Regions from separate parts of the Triticum aestivum genome. Here region 1 is linked to region 2. The links are chromatin contacts, called in public Hi-C maps. All regions are on one chromosome and are shown on one strand. Each heading gives the region's core, a stretch centred on a gene start, on an enhancer-like site or on the middle of the called end of the contact. The rest is flanking DNA. Distances are from core to core; before and after follow the strand shown.

The links. A called contact is a pair of places that touch in the nucleus more often than the background predicts.
Region 1: a Hi-C map of leaf shows a contact between it and region 2, with 2.5 times the contacts expected there. The contact joins the promoter of LOC123143438 here to the enhancer-like site in region 2. A contact is called at or near these places in 2 of 5 Hi-C or Micro-C datasets (both in leaf).

The regions. Positions count from the first base shown.
Region 1 is chr6D:47,207,177-47,210,736 of IWGSC CS RefSeq v2.1, reverse strand. It overlaps LOC123143438 (lon protease), which reads right to left and starts at 1,985. Exons shown (of 2, transcript XM_044562368.1): 1 at 1,829-1,985; 2 at 1-1,126. The coding sequence starts at 1,097. The coding sequence ends at 216.
Region 2 is chr6D:47,142,043-47,145,924 of IWGSC CS RefSeq v2.1, reverse strand. It overlaps LOC123143437 (50S ribosomal protein L4), which reads right to left. Exons shown (of 7, transcript XM_044562366.1): 7 at 3,365-3,882. The coding sequence ends at 3,847. Among protein-coding and RNA genes, the nearest start is that of LOC123143437, 6.3 kb to the right of the region's middle. Within about 2 kb of position 1,839, at least 8 of the 8 cell types and tissues checked have an H3K27ac peak or open chromatin away from gene starts, as enhancers often do. A contact at or near this core is called in leaf, where this site is marked.

The DNA.
Region 1 (3,560 bases), core at 736-3,235, 65 kb before region 2:
TATACCCTTCATAATTTCTGAAAACCTTGAAGATGGTGTGTATATACATGACTGAGTAACAGAGTACATCCAGAAATTAGTGAAGTTTCACCACAAAGACGAACGTTCAAGGATATACAATATATACACATTACGACAGAAGCAAAGTATCAAACGACAATGCAGCAAGAACATACTCCTATTACCAGAATGGCAGCTGCAATGCACCAGGTCTGCTACTGCTTCTCATTGCAGGACAGTTGCCCAAAGGCGTCCCTGATCGCCACTACGGCTGCCAGGTACTTGCTCCTCTGTTGAAGATACATTCGTTCTCTCACCAATCGCTGTGCTGTGTCATCTAACCCGAGCAACCATTGCTGCTCTGAACGATCTTCGACAAACAACCGAGCGACGACCAAGGAGAAAGACTCCGGAGAATGCATCCTGCTGAGCTGCCTAGCCTTGTCTCCCATTAGTTTCCAGCTGAGCTTGTCTGAAAGCATTGTCACGTCCTTCAGGTGCCCTTCCACCTGCTGCATCAGGCACCCCAGGTTACTTGAATCAGGTGAGTCTCTGTCTTTCAGTACCTGGACTCTTGCGATGACATAGGGCTTTGTTCTGACGACCTCCAGGACACGGAACCGGTCACCGCCGACGCACGTCAGGAAGAAGCGGTCATCGACGAGCTTATCGCACTGAACGATATGGACCATGCATCCAACATCGGCCATCCTACTATCTTTCCTGCTGGAGTAGATGATACCAAAGCTGTGACCTTCCTGGAGTAGGAGTGTCTGCATCATGATGCGGTATCTGAACTCAACCGTCTGCAGCTGCAGCGTCTGGCCAGGGAAAACGACCGATTGGTACAGGAGTATGGGGATCTCAGTAGTCTGATGATCCTGATGGGACTGGCCAACCTCGTCGACGCTGCCATGCGGATTGGCTCTGCATTTCAGGACTGGTGAACTCTGAAGGCGATTCTTGGTGGCGATTCTTGCTTGCGGTCTTGAGTGAGGTTTTGGCTGATAAAAGTAAGACTTGGAGTTGGAGGGACTGAAGCTGCAACTGTCTGGCCTTGCTAAACTGGGTGGAGCTTGCAGAGTCTTAAAGGCCATGTACTTGAAGTCCTCTTTCAGTGATGAGCCTGTTAAGATATATCCAAAGACAAAGAAAGTGATGTGTTCAGTAACCCTCTGGCTGCAACACGAGTGCCTTGTACCCAGTTATATGGTTACTGAGCAACCTTCAAACATCAACAAGTAACGGAATTCAATTTCAGATATTAAACACGTGCAACAGGTAAACAAATATTAAATCGACACGCTGAGAAAGATGTTAACACTTTCCTGAAAAGGCATTAACACTCCCATAATTGTAGTGAAAAGGCTCTGTATCAGTTACTGGTGAGTTGGATAAAAGCTTCTACTGTCTCCAAAGAACATCACTCACTAGAGAGTACAATTGTACAAATACCAATCATCTGAAACAAAGTTTATGCTCATGATCCCGGCAGCTGTAAGCCTGTAACTAGAGTTCTAGACCAGCTTGTGATGGAACAGAGTCTGTGAAAGTGCCCCCTAGTAGTACTGTATTTCCTAACAGAAGATAAACGAAGAAAGAAAGAACTAATATAAACCCTGGCTTTCAGAGACGCAGTTCGTGGCACCAGTTTGACCAGATGATCTAGCTGAGGAGGAACACCATGGGGGATGGATAAGACGAGGAAAAGCCGCCGGATCATATCTTCATATCACAGCCAACAAAGGGGAGGAAAAACAAGCCGTACAGGCGGAGAAGAAAGCGATCAACATGCAGGAAGAGGAAGGGATGCAGCGCCGCCGTTTACCTTGTTTGGTCTGTTTTCAGGAGGAGCAGAGCAGCAGATCGGACTCAGCTCGGAGAGGATAGGGGGGGCGGCCGGCAGAGGGGGGAAGAGGATAGAGTGATAGAGCCTGGCACTTATATCAACTCAATATGTTTATCGGATCCAACCAATCTTTGGGTGGTGGCCCCCACGCCGCACCTACCGCTGCCGCCTAGTCGAATTGTTATACTCCCACGATTTCATAATACAGTACATACAGATTTTTTGAAAAGTCAAATCTTAGATCAAGTTTGTGAAGAAAAGATATTAAATTTAAAGTGCCAAACATGTATCATTAGATTTATCATAAGATATAGTTTTAAATTTGTATTTTCAGTATTATATACACAAATTGTTTTTTCTATAAACTTGATTAAATTTTGTAAAATTTAACTTTTAACAAAAAATATATGTACTACATTATGAAACGAAGGTAGTACTCAGCCTGAGATGATTGAATTGATTCTGCCAAAGTGCACATATCACCAATTTTTTTATCGTGTAGCACCCCAACGCACCAGACAACGCTTGTTATACATAACTTCAAGTAGGTAGCTAGCAGCAAGCGAACAACAGTGTGCCGCACATTGTTTCCATCGTACAGCTAGCTAGCACGCCTTTCTCTTGTGGATAAGGAGGGGGATCTGGACCGGAGTGGAGTCTTGCACTTCTCTCCTCGTCGAGACATGATTCAGATAAGATTAGCCAGGCGGCATCACTTGTCGCACACACGCACACGCTTGATCCTTGTTAGCCATCGTGTGTGCGTGGCACTAACAAGAAACAGCTTTGGGGATTCTGCTGGCAGCAACTTCCCGGAGATTCAGAACGGCACTTCCTAGGCATCGACACGCAAAATTACCCATAGTGAGAGTAACATAGATAATAACATCACATGTATCTAGATAAAATAGATGATGTGGTAAACAATAAATGAAGAAAGAAAGGCATGTGGTAACATAGCTAGTTAGTATGAGTAACATCACACATATCAAGGCAAGATAAGTTTATAGCCTAATAAATAAAGTGTTGCATGTTACCGCATATATGTTACTTACCATTATAGAGGTACTAATATAGACTAGTAACATAGGCATGTTACTAGTCTAAGTTACTCCCCATTGTGGCTAGTCTAAGACACCAAATGTTTTTTTCTCGAATGATAAGTGTTACACATGTCGCATGAAGTAATTTTGTCCTCATCTTTTTTATGACTAAAGTTGCCATCTGAAAAGAAAAGACAAATCGTAGGACAGACGCAAATATTTATACATACGCATATACACTCATCATATGAATGCACGTATGTCCCCTATGAACATCTACAGGAAACTGAGCCGGCACATCATTTTAAGATTGACGAAGTCGCCAAAACGTCTTTGTAGTCGACGAAAACATCTCCTCACACTAAATGCACATCACTAAAATACCTAAAATAAATACAGAAAAATGCAAGCACCAATGTCAAATCTAAAACTTGAATTCAGATGGACTAGGATATCACTGTCCTGCTAATCATCCAACCATAGATTGATTCACAGGCACAAAATGTGTTAAAGCATCTCCAACAAGTCTCATTTTCGTAGAAAGATGACACTTCCCATTAATATTCCCCCTAAACTTAGACGCCTCATTTGATACGCCATAGTATAAGAATTTCATGAGATAAGATTCTTATAGAAATTTTTTCTTTAGATCCTTTTTGTTTGTAGGA
Region 2 (3,882 bases), core at 590-3,089:
CTTCACTTCTTCTCGGTGGCTAGGTCTCGGAAGGTCCTCGTCGGCCCCAAGTGTTTGAGTGTGCTTGGTGGTCGATTGGGTAGTGTTGCAGTGCATCGGCACCCTTGTATCTTGCCTTGGGTGTGTACTCGGATTTGTACTTCTGGTCGATGCTTTATATATAAAGCGGGGCGAAATCCTTTTTCGGTAACCTTTTCCCTTGAGGTGCTTTGCGTCCCTGAGATTGCTGGTACAGCATAACCAGATGCTTGGGCATTGTGCACTTTTCAGTAGAATGCGTGTAGCATCCACACTTGTTGCAAAGCTTAGATTTATCAAACCTGGGATTTGAAGTGCCTTTTCCCTTGCCTAGGTATCTAGATCTCCTGTTCCCATTGCGCTTTCGCTTATGCTCGAAATTGGATTGTTTACCCCGAGAGGTACCATTAAACTTGTGTCTATTTGCAACATTCAAATGGACTTCGGGTAAAGGTTGTGCCCCAACTGGGCACTGAGAGCAATTCTTAGCGAGCAGCTCATCATGCTTTTCAGCCTGAAGTAACATGTGAATAAGCTCGGAATAGACAGTGTAGTTACGAGCACGGTATTGCTGTTGGAGGATCCTATCTGAAGGGAGCATAGTAGACAAAGTTTTCTCTATCTTCTCCCCCTCAGTAGGTTCCTTCTCACAAAAGCGCAGTTTGGAACATATCTTATGAACATCATGACTGTACTCACCGATGGACTTGAAATCCTGAAGACGGAGATGAGTCCAATCATGGAGTGCTTCTGGCAGGACTACTGCCTTCTGCTGTTCATACCTCGTTTTGAGGGCCAGAAACAGAGTACTAGGAGATTCCTCCTGTAAATACTCTGACTTGAGATCTGGATCAATATGGTGCCTTATTATGAATAAAGCAGCATAGTTTTGCTGTTCTGTCAGCGGCGTGGCCCCAGCCGGGAGAGGAGTCTCCGTGGGTTGTATTGCACGCGCTATCCCACGGGATGCAAGACTGATCTTGATGTCCATAGCCCATGTAGGATAATTGTGGCCATTGAGGGCAAGCTCCTCAAACTCTTTGGCAGTCATCTTTGCCTACATGGGAAAACGAGAGATAATTAATTTACGAGTGGTAAATTAAAAACCATCATGCTTTTGTAATAAGAATGCAAAAATTTGATACTCAAGTGTAATCTTGAAAAATTCTCAACCTCAATTGTGTGAACATAACACTTTGAAGATCACTTAGATCTCACGGTAATAGGCTGCATGGCCATTACCTTGTGTATGTTACAATTTAGATATAAGGAATACACGTTGAAGGTAATCGCTTGTCAGGTTGCCAAAGCGTAGACCTCACGGTAAGAGAGGATAGTCTGCAGGTGTGCAGTAGATCACAACTCATTACCTTGTGATTCCAAATGAGATGAGGGAGAAACATTCAAACATTTGCAAGTTTGATATGCGAGAGAATGTCTCAATCGCAAAAACATGTTCTATAAAAATGAGATGTGGTAAACACATGGAACATGTCATTCTTCCCGAATGAAATTCGATACTTTATTTATATTATCAAGCCATTGCATAATATAAACACACCAATAATTACACAAATCCTAAACTAGAGTAAATCTAGAACTGGACTAAATGTAAGTAGCGGTCAAACTAGGTACTAAACAGTACTAAACATAGTCTAAAACTGCACTAATACAATAATCAGTACTAGACTAATAAGAACAGAGAAAAAAATGAAGTCCACGGCCAACAGAAAGGCAGCCAGGGGACCCGCAGGCGCCTGGGCCTGGGCCTGCACGGCCTTTGGACGGCCCAACCGCCGCCGCACCGCATAAGGCAGAGGGGGGAGAGGGCGGTTACGGATAGGGATCGGATAATCCGACGCCCGCACCACCACTCGATCCCCTCCTCCGACACGTCGCTACCAGCGGGGGAAGCGGCTGCCGCCGCATCCCATCGGCCTCTGGTGGTCACCGGCTCGTCGCCGTTGAGCCCTCCTCATCCGAAGAGAAGACGGCGATGGTGGAGGCCTGGCGCAGCGGAGTGGTGGCGAAGCCGAGGTTCGCCGGAGCCCATGAGCCTGGGCGGCGGCTGGGGCAGCGGTCGAGAGCCGCGACAGCGCGCCCGAAGAGGCGGGCGAAGCGCTACTCCGCGCGAATGCTCGGGCCCGCAGTAGCCTCTAGTGGTGGTGGGGGGTTGACGCCGACACCTTCCATCCCTACTCCGAGGTGGATGACGCCGGAGGCGCCGGTGGGCGCTGACACGAAGCCAAGCGCGGCCTCTTCGTCCACAGTGGCGCGCATCGGGACGGGTGCGTAGCCAGGAGGGCCACGGCTCGGGCCAACAGCCTCGCCGGCGGGCGTCGGCGTCGAGGGCGGGAGCCAAGGGGCCAGTGGAGGAGGTGGAGGCGGAGATCAGGGGGGCGATCCAGGCGCAGCGGCGGCCCCGTTCATCATCGGGGTGCTCGGGCCGGCCACCATCCGAGGGTCGAGCCCCATGGGCGCATGGCCATGGGCGCGAGGAGCACCGCTGTGGGTGTGTCCTGTGGCGTGGCGACCCTGTCCCGGGCGTGGTGAGCACCACGGGCGCCTCTCCTAGCGCCACGATGGTCGCGTCCAGCGGCACGACGGATAGCCTGGCGACGGAACCGCCGGAGTCTACCCAGTCCATGGAAACGGCGACCGTAGCGTCGGCCATCCTCGTGGATCAGACGGAGGAAGAAGGAGACGAGGCTCGGCATCTCACCGGCGGCGAGTGCTCTTTCCCTCCCTTTCTTCTCTCTTTTTGCTCTTCGCTGGTTGTTCTACGTGCGTGATAACGTGTTCGAGATCGAAAGTGAAATCTCTATCTTGATTGATGGTTACAGGCGCTACTTATACCATCTGAAGAGACACGAGCGAGAAGGCGTCTATGCGAGACAAACCGCACAACAGTTTGGGCAAGGGGAGATTTTCTCTTAATTACAAATTGTAATTAATTCTAACAGAACCGAACGCCCCTGAAAGTTAGGCACGCAGGCCTTGGGGGACAAGTTAACAAGGACCACCTCTTCATAAGTTTATTACTTTATCCGTCTGGTATTAGTTGTCTTAAACGGATATATGTGTAGCATTAAAATACGTCTTAATACTTTCATTTTAGCGACAACTAATATGGAACGAAGGAAGTATACTAATAAAAAACATTAGTCATTTTTTTGCCGTCAAATCACAATACAACAGCCAGGATTGCATCGTCGTTGTTCATCTTCATCTCCCGCACTACCTCCCAGCCAAGCTATAATCGGCAGCCTGACTTCACAACTTCATTCATCCGTCAATCAGACGGTATGATAAATTGGCGGAAAGAGAATCCGTCAATAGCGATCAATGTTTTTGAAGGAAGGAAATAGCGATCAATTGATTGTGAATCACAGGAATAAAATCTCCTGTTTTCCAAACAAAAAAGTTTTGTTGAATAACCTAGGGTGGGCATGCATCAGTACAACCCATTGGTTCCCTACTTCGACACATTACATTCAGCAGAATTTCAGGTTGTCGCAGCAACTAGCTGATATAATAAATGTAGCATCTTGACAAGTAGAAAAATGCACCTGCTTCCACCAGCACAGGGTGAACTGGGAGCCTGGGAGCTTATAGGGGATTAAATCACGTCTGCAACAAAAACACTGGGATTTGAAGCCCGGAACCACTACACATACCGACAGTTAGTGCTACGATTTCCATACAAACAGAAAATCAAAGGGTTGGGCTGCACTTTGGCCTACTCACGAGCAGCTTGATCAAAGCTGTTGTACCAAAATCGGATTAAAGGTGCAGTATGTATAGCAAGGTTCTTTGAAGCCCTGCTTGCTAGCGGCTGATGGGGGTGTGCATCCGCTCAACGAT